Linked DNA regions of Oryza sativa: region 2 is linked to region 1. The links are chromatin contacts, called in public ChIA-PET maps. All regions are on one chromosome and are shown on one strand. Each heading gives the region's core, a stretch centred on a gene start, on an enhancer-like site or on the middle of the called end of the contact. The rest is flanking DNA. Distances are from core to core; before and after follow the strand shown.

What was found. ChIA-PET counts read pairs in DNA pulled down with a chosen protein or histone mark.
Region 2: an H3K9ac ChIA-PET map of seedling shows a contact between it and region 1, with 5 times the contacts expected there. The contact joins the promoter of LOC4335533 here to the promoter of LOC4335531 in region 1. A contact is called at or near these places in 2 of 4 datasets of contacts at active chromatin or transcription factors (leaf and seedling).

What each region holds. Positions count from the first base shown.
Region 1 is chr4:16,801,860-16,806,553 of ASM3414082v1, reverse strand. It overlaps LOC4335531 (40S ribosomal protein S27), which reads right to left and starts at 1,687. Exons shown (of 4, transcript NM_001378505.1): 1 at 1,601-1,687; 2 at 1,346-1,447; 3 at 1,233-1,261; 4 at 212-522. The coding sequence starts at 1,603. The coding sequence ends at 396. LOC4335530 (prolyl 4-hydroxylase 1) reads right to left here. Exons shown (of 11, transcript XM_015781114.3): 9 at 4,591-4,680; 10 at 3,690-3,782; 11 at 3,092-3,551. The coding sequence ends at 3,444.
Region 2 is chr4:16,840,174-16,844,345 of ASM3414082v1, reverse strand. It overlaps LOC4335533, which reads right to left and starts at 2,309. Exons shown (of 2, transcript XM_015778378.3): 1 at 2,055-2,309; 2 at 1-277. The coding sequence starts at 2,219.

The DNA of each region.
Region 1 (4,694 bases), core at 438-2,937:
ATGTCACCTGTATATCATACAAGTGTAACATGAAACTTTGTGCCCTTGATGTCATTCTAAGAAGGAAATGCATGACAATATATCCAGGTACTTGGCACTGTAACAAAATATTTTGCAGCTAAGCAAATTAGTCTCATGAGCAACGCAAGGCTAAAACCAAAAACCAAAATCTTGGATACAGAGAGAATTGAACAAGGTGGAGGGGCACGCATTATACGAAGTAGCTTTCTCCAGCACAAAATGCAAGATACATAACGCATTGCTACATCATGCAGGGCAGTAAACAGGTAGGCATAATTAACAAAATTTATGGAGTACACATCAGGAAGGGTAACGGGATAGTATTGTTCAGCAGGGCATTTCTGTCCCAGTAACAACAAGCCACACAGCCTAACCTAGTCGCTCTTCCGGCGGAAGGAGCAGCCCTCCGTGAGCCTGGCCTTCCCACCAGTAGGCTGGCAGAGCACGGTCTGGCAGCCCGGGCACACAACCACGGTCTGGGAGTGGCTGAATACAGTCGTTCTGCAATCACCGCAAGACATACAGGTTAGAAGATGCCAACATTAGATCAAGATGTCTAAAGCAAAGTTAGGCAAATTATATTGCTTAGAGATGGCACCAATTTCTGGTTTCTTTGAATTGGTTGATCATCAATACAATTATACAAACAAGCCGGATACATCACAAAGCAGAATTGGACATTTCAGATTTGCCATTCTACAAAATTATGTACAATATTACAAGTGCGAATGATGAATTCATGATCACCTCAACGATTGGGCGACCTATGGTGTGATTTTTTTTTTCATGTACATCTGATTTAAGTCCAGATTATCAGGGGTTCACGGGGACTGGTCGTTTTGGGGCCAAAACATGCCAAAAGCACTTGACTGTTGAAGCGATAACAAGAGCAGTATCATCACCACGCTAATTTCCATTTCTTATCTAGGCTATCCGACTTACTTACAACACAACGCATTAACAATGCATACCAACAATAAAAGAGCGATGGTTTCACTTGCTAGAATCAATTTCATATCTAAGACTACTCTGCAAACCAGTTCTAATTCATATCTAAACCTACTCTACAAACCATCCTTAATCATAACTAAAATTAAAAACAGTTTATCTCAATCTTCACACATCAAGCATCAAAGGGCGGTAACAAGTAACATAACAACAGAAAAATTAACAATGGAGAGAGAGTGAGCGGATCAAGAAGAAGCTCGTACATGTTGAAGCAGCCCTGGCACTTGACATCCTGCACACAAGGGCAAAACTCAGCAGTTAGAAGATTCTTGCCGTGCAAAGAGAATTCATCCACACATAGGGCGGCGCGTAGTACCATGAAGAAGGAGTTGGGGGACTGGACGAGGCGCTTCTTCTTGTGCTTGAGCTTCTCCAGCTCCGCCGGCGGGTTAAGCAGGTCGATGTCGTTCGAGAGCACCTGCTCGTTCCCCCAAACACAAACAAACAAACAAACAAAAACCCAAAAATCAATCGCGGTTATCATTCACGGATCAAACGAACGGCGCGCGCAGCCATGCGAGGCGGCCGATTCGAGGGATCGAGATCGAAGCGGCGGCGGCGGCGTACGTACCATCTTGAAGTTGGAGACGGCGGCGGCGGCGGCGGAGAGCGAGGTGGTGGCGGCGCGGGGGGGAGGGGGGCTAGGGCTGGAAGAAGAGGGGGTCGCGCGAGATAGGAGGCGATGGATTTTATACGTGGATGCGGTGGATCTGGACCGTCCATTGGATGATCGTTGCATCCTGGCCTTCCGTGAAGCTGCGGAGGTCGGTTTGCTACTCAGTGTGTTTGATGTCTTCCTTTTGCGTCACCGCACGCGCAACACCACACGCTTACACCTTGTTTAGGATTGCGTTTAAAGAGACGGAAATCAGCGATAATTTTGGTCTTACTCTAGCCCTGTATATGCGTAATATTTGTAGACACTGGTATTTTGAATCCTGGTGGGTGAAGTCAATGCAGGCTAGTTTGTAACATAATTTTAGTAAGACCAAAATTATCGCTGATGTACTCACGACTCCACCACCATACCACCTGCGCTTACCTTACTCGTTGTCTTCTTTGAAATGGAGGATTTTTTTTGGAAGATTTTTCTTTTTGAGCAATTGAACTAATTCTTGGTAAATATTTCTGTAATATTGCTATGATGAAAATTACCGTTCAATAAACGGAGAGTATTTTTGTTACTCAAAAATTAGAATTGGATTGAAGTTGTAACTTGTAACTGATTGCATTGTCACTCGGGGATGGAATCCCATCAGATTCCAAGAATTTGCCCCGTAGAACTTCAAAGGCAATCAAAAACCAGATGTGACTTTATACGATTTGATGAAACTTAATTAAGCTTTGTAAAATTTAGGGTATGATGGTACATTAGCCAGCAAATATTGGCAAACCTAATTTTCGAAGTTACTCTAAGGCTGAGTTCTTATCTCTACTTTCCCAACTCACCTCCCTCGTTTTTCGCGCGCACGCTTTTTAAACTGTTAAATGGTGCTTCTGACTGCTGTAATTTCTCGTAGAATTATAAACTCCCCCAAATAGTCCAACTTTTTATCTAGATTATAAGAAACTAACTACCAATCGGCTACTCCTCAGTATATTAAACTCTCTAAATATGCCCGTAGTATCAAATCTTGGGCAAGTCTTAAACATACCAAATTTTTTGGTATGTTTTTGGCGTTGGCAAATATTGGCATCATAACTACAAGGCAAAGTACTATTTAAGTTACCAACTAGGTAGGACAATTTGAATTGAACCAAAAGAGCCATAATATTAATGGTTGACCTATTATGACGCAAAGAAGCTTGGAGTTCGAACCAAAGCTCAACCATAACTTGCCCTTAGGCCTTCTTTAATTCTCTGGAACCTTATAACTTTTATGGATTTCAGTTGAAATTGAACAGAATTTCAACCAAGTATGAAGTATCACCTTTCCTCTTCCAATGTCCCAACAGGATCTCATATTGCCGTTCTCATGGCATCACAAATTGCCGGCTTGAACTTTTTACTCGACGATTCAACTGACTTTCACAAAAAATTGATAACAACACTCGGGAGCAGTTTCCAGCGGACGGTTCACTGAACCTTGATTATGATTTGAAAATCCATTTCCAAAAACCGTGCTAGTTTTCATTGTTATATAATTGTACATTATATGGAAAAAATAAATTAATTCGTTTTTTCCCCATCCAGCGCCTGTCCCAGTTACCACCTTGCTGAAGCCGGAAGGATAATAACAGTGGTGTGCGGTGCTAAAATTGCCTACGTAAAACGAAATATGAACGTGGGGTTATTGAACTTTCATATGCTTGCAAGATTCCTGAAACGTTTCATTACATATAATAGAAAGAATATAGCTCCATATCTGCATAGCCAGAAATTAGAAGGCATCATTCTTCGCCTCATCTTTCGCTCAAACAAATTCTTTTTGCCTCATCCATTTCGTAGCTGACCATTTCTCCCCTTCCAGAACAGGGCACCCACCATGAATGCTGTTTGAGTCTGTTTCACCATCGAGTCCCTGAAACAATCAAATTAGCATGGAAGCCGAAGAAATTAGTTGACTAACGGAGCACTGACAATTTAAGAAAATATCTGGATCTAATGACAATGGAATGTGTTTTGGTTCATGCTTTATCTAGAACAAATTATAACACACCATGCTCCAAAATAGCACAGCATCTCCTTTGTTTGGCTTGACACATAATCCTTTGACCATCTTCCCGCCACAGCTACATTCACCATCTCCTGCCTGGAACAGAGGTGATAAATTCAGAATATCAGGCAAGCACACCACAAATCATATAACATAAAAGCTAAACAAAGACGGATGAAGCAGCCCCACGACATGTTACATCATGCCATGTATCAGAAGATGTGTAAACGAGGAAAGAAGAACCTAAGGCTGGGAAAGCATGGCTGCAAATTGCTCATGCAAAGGGTTATTCACCTAAAAATGAGATTCAAAGATAATTTGAACTCAAGGGCCTTAAACATCTGACAGATCAACTATGAGGCCAATTACATATTGCGTTGTTCTTAGGATTGCATTCCACATTGCCAATGCAGTTATTGTGGCCATATGAGAGCACAGAGGTCGAGTTGTAAGCTGATGTTACCATAATCAACACAACCAATTCCTCCAGTGGATTCAGTAGTTTCCCTTGAAGCATGAAAAAGTTATCTGCTGGTACAGCTATGACTTAGGAGTATGCCAAAAAAGAATGGCGCTTTTGTTAGCCAGGAAAAATTTTTCCAGACAGCTACAGTGCTCAGTGATAACCAATAGTATACTAGTATCACATGGTTTGTATAGACAACAGATACATGTTCATAAATTGTTTCAATAATTTTTACATATTCAAGAGAAACATGGAAATAAAAAAGATAGCGTGAATGTGCTGCACAACAAAGAGTGGCACTTGACCACATTTTGTGCTGATAAGATCCAAGGAAAGAACTATGGCATAAATGAGCAAACATAAGTAAAGCTGAACCAGAAGAAAAATGTACAGAGCTTTTGATATTGTAAGAAGCTATGTCAGTATAATTCAGCTAACCTGAGGAAAATGGGTTTCACCCCCTTCAACACCATCAGTCAAATACATCAACATTGTTGCAACTCGCTGGCCCCCACGTTTGATGTTGAACTGCAGATTAAATA
Region 2 (4,172 bases), core at 1,060-3,559, 37 kb before region 1:
TGTCGGTGGTGGTGGTGGTGGTGGAGTAGTGGGTGTGCTTCTTGGAGGATCCCCTGCACTGCCCGATGGGGTATTTGCGCGCATTGAGCTCCATCTTACGCAGCGCTGCCTTGCCAAGGTCGACATCGCACATGTCAGAGAGGCGGATGAGGTAGAGGAGCACATCGGCGAGCTCCTCGCCTAGGTGCTCCACCTCCCTCTCCCCCCACCCAGGGAGCCCCTTGGGCACCTCCCCCTTCCACTGGAAGACCTCCGAGAGCTCCCCCACCTCACCCACCTGCATCACATTGCCAAGATCACTAACAGTCAAAATTACAGTTTTACATTATCACGGTTGCACATTGCAACAACAGTCAATTGCAGTATCACAGAACATGGTGCACAGAAGGCAGATGCAGTAAGCATGGATGAGCTGCAGGTTGCCATTTATGCTAGGTGCAGGGACCAGCTTGGTCAGGGTGACTGCATTTGCCTTTTGTTGTGGCCATCATTATCTGATCTCAGCCTAGCATTGCAAAAACACATGGTGGTAAAAAAAAAGAAACAAGGATGTTGGGTTCCAGTTACTGTTGCTGTATGTGGGCTGCTTTCTCCAGCACATCACTATAGTAGTATAGGGCTGGTTTCCTTTGTGACCTAAATTGACCTTACCAATTTTTGTCAATGTCAAATTTTGATAAGTTTTGGCATGGCTAATCTTGATAAGGTAAAGTTGTGTTTGGATTGAAGCCAAAACAGCATAATTTCACTATTGAAATGGACTATTTCTTTAGGCATGCCAAAATTTGGCTTCTAACAAAATAGACACTAAACACTATTGAAATTGACAAATATTGGCAAGGCCAATTTAGGCGACGTACCAAACCAGCCCATAGTATTCTACATCAGTTATAGTGATGGATCAGGCTATCTAGAGATTCTTAATAACTGGAGAATGAATTTCTCATGAATATGACAAGAATAGAAACAAAAAAGGACATATTCATGGATGGATAACAAATGAAATAAGGTGAGGACAATTGCAAAAGCATATTGTAAAGTGGTACATCTCTTTTATTTTTGTTTCTTTGGGGCTGAATTTTTGTCTCTGTTACAAACTGTGAAGTACTCACTCACCATGGGACCATGTCAGAACCAGTAGTACTACTTGGTGATCATCATTTATATATGTCTTTGAAATGCATGGCCACACAATAAAATTCCTAATTAGCAAGTTCCTTCCACTCTTTAAGCATTGACTAATTGTACAATTAAGGTCATACTGAAATTCCAAATCCACTCTAGAGTCAAAGCATACACCAGACTCTTATCACATAAAAACAACAGATGAGATTGGTATCTTTTATTTATTATTATTTTTCTCATGATCCAGAGAAGGACAATTTTGGTAGGTAATACTACTGGTTCACAGAAAGGATGATTATCGAATCAAAAAGATTATCCATGGCAACTTATTATATTTCCCATTTATTTCACACCATTTCAGGCTTTCATCAACAAAAATAAACAACAAAAACCTCATCACTTTCTGCTGTCGAAAAGGGTGGAAATATTTTGAAGATCCCAATCCCATCGTGCCTGCAGAATCAGTAGCAGTGCAAAAACAAGAACAGGCGAAAACAGGGTGAAAAACTGACAAAATAGTACAAATCTCTACTGCACACAATGATTTTTTTTCTTGTTCTTTTTTATTCCCTATCTCCTCTGATGGAGACAAGAAGGGAATGAAGTCCAGGCCCCATTCTGACCCCTCAAAACTCATGCAGCAACCAAAAAAAGAATAAGAATAAAAAGAGAGACAAAGAACCAAATGAACCAAGAACCCACCAAGAAAGAAGAGGAAGATGGATACCAAGCAAAAGATCATGAACATTAATACTACCAATAAAAGAGATAGTAGATAATCACTACATCAAAAATAAATAAATAAATAAATAAATAAAAAGAAAATCCTCTCCCAAACAGGAAGATGAAAGAAACCAAGAAGAGAAGAAGGTGAACTAGAACTAGAACTAGAACCCATCCAAGATTGGTTGAAGGGGGGGAGAACGAACCAGAGCGAGGAGAAGGTTCCTGGGGCTGTGGAACTGCTCCCAATCCCTCTCCCTGGCGAACTCCGACATCTTCCTCCTCAGCGTCTCCAGCGTCACCTCTCCTCCGCCGCCGCCGCCGCCGCTGCCCTTGGCCGTCTCCCCCAACCCCACCACAGCACCATTCATCTCTCTCTCTTCTAGACTCTTCGGGGATGAAAGGGAAGGGAGAGAGGTTAGGAGCAGTCTAGGTGGTGGTGGTGGTAGACTGGTAGTAGCGGAGGAGAGGAGAGGAGAGGAGAGGATTTATAGGGAGAGGGAGGTGAATGGGAAGAGGAAGAGGCAGGAAGGAGAGGAGAGAAAAGAGTGTGTGCGTGGGTTTGGATTGTTGTTGTTGGTGTGGCTCGTGTTCAATGCTCTCTTGAGTGAGTCTCTTCTCTTCGCTTGGGACTTTGGGAGTTGGGAGGAAGAAGGGGGGAGGCGAGGAGGCAGCTAATTGGGCCGCGCGGGCCCACGATAGGCCCATTTGTCTGCTGCACACGACCTGCGTCGCAGATTGGTTTTCGCGTGATTTTTCCTAAGGAAAAAGTACACCGATCGTCCCTCAACTTGTCATCGAGTTATAAAATCGTCCCCCAACCATAAACCAGGTACTAAGCGTCCCACAGCTGACAAAACCGTTCGCTTGAGATCCTTCGGTGGTTTTGATCCCGGTTTTGTCTGACGCGGCGGCTAAGTCAGCGTGGGACCCACGTGGGCCCCATATGTCATACTATCCACGTCATCTCCTATTTCCTCCCTTTTCTTCTCTTTTCTCTTCTTCAGCGGGTAGGCTCGGGGCCAAGACGGGCGGCGGCGCAAAGCTGGGCAGGGGGCAGGCGCCGCCGGAGTTGGGTGGCGAAAGGGCGCCAACAACAGCTGCCGCCACCGCGCTCGCCTGCCACACTGATGGCGACAGCAGGAGCGGCGAGTACGCCGCCGCGGCCAGCTTCTTGGCCCCGTCCCTCGGTGGCGGGGTAGCCTTCACGATGAGCCAAGTCAACGTCGTCGCCTTGATCTGGTGGCTGTGGTGGTGGTGAAGCGCCACCATGGAGACGAGCGTGAGCACGCGGGAGACGATCCACTCCTTCATCGACGGCATCTCGTACTCCGGCGGCGCCGTGGCCGCCTTCAAGGAGAGTGGCGTGACGGGGAGAGCAGCGCCTCCGTCACCCCCATCGTCAATGGGGAGGTGCGGGCGTGCGCGGGTGTCGACGGGCGGCGTGGGCGTCGACGGGGCGAGGCGGGAGAGGAGGAGGATGGCGCCGCGACGGCCGGCGGTGGGGAAGCACGGCAGCAGCCTAGCGGAGCTCCACGGCGCGGGCGTCGCGGGCTTCGACGGAGCGAGGTGGGAGAGGAGGAGGACGGCGTCGTGACGGCGGCCGGTGGTGGGCACGGAGGCCAAGCTCCCAGCCCTCAACTGAGCTCGGTGGTGGCAGGCGAGCACGGTGTCAGTGGCTGCTGTTGGTGCGCCGTCCCAGCCCAACTCCGGCGGCGCCCGCCCCCTACTCAGCTTCACGCCGCCGCCCATCTCGGCATGGAGGATGAGATCGACAGGAGCCCATACCATGACGCCCTCGGGGAGCGCTATTTGGGGGCGCTTCATGCCGTGGACGCGTCCCCCGCTGGTTCCCGGACTGGAGCACCGGCGCCGGCGCGTGATGAGAAGAGGGCGCAGTTGGCGGCGTCGGCTTCCTCCACCGCGCGTCGCCGAGGGGAGGGGAGAAGAAGAGGTCCGGCGGCCTGCGTAGCTGTAGAACGACGACGACGAGGAACGGGCCGTTTCTGGCCTCCCCGCCTCCTCCCTCTTCGCGTGCACTTGCTGCGGGAGTTACGTTGTGGGGAAAGGCAGCGCTGTAGCTACAGGTCGACCCCATCCTTGTCATCACCGCACAAAGTCGCCACCGCCATCGTGTTGCTCATCACCGGCCACCAGACCTCTTCTCCTCCTACTGATCGGCCCGCCAAAGCGAGGAAGAGAGAGAGAGGAAGAAGGGATAGAAGAGGGGAGGACCCTCCAAAACTAGGCACCGCCTCCCTCCTTTGCGCCCCCGGCCAAATCAGTCGCCACAGCGCCGCCCGTCGGCGACTGCCCCGGCAACC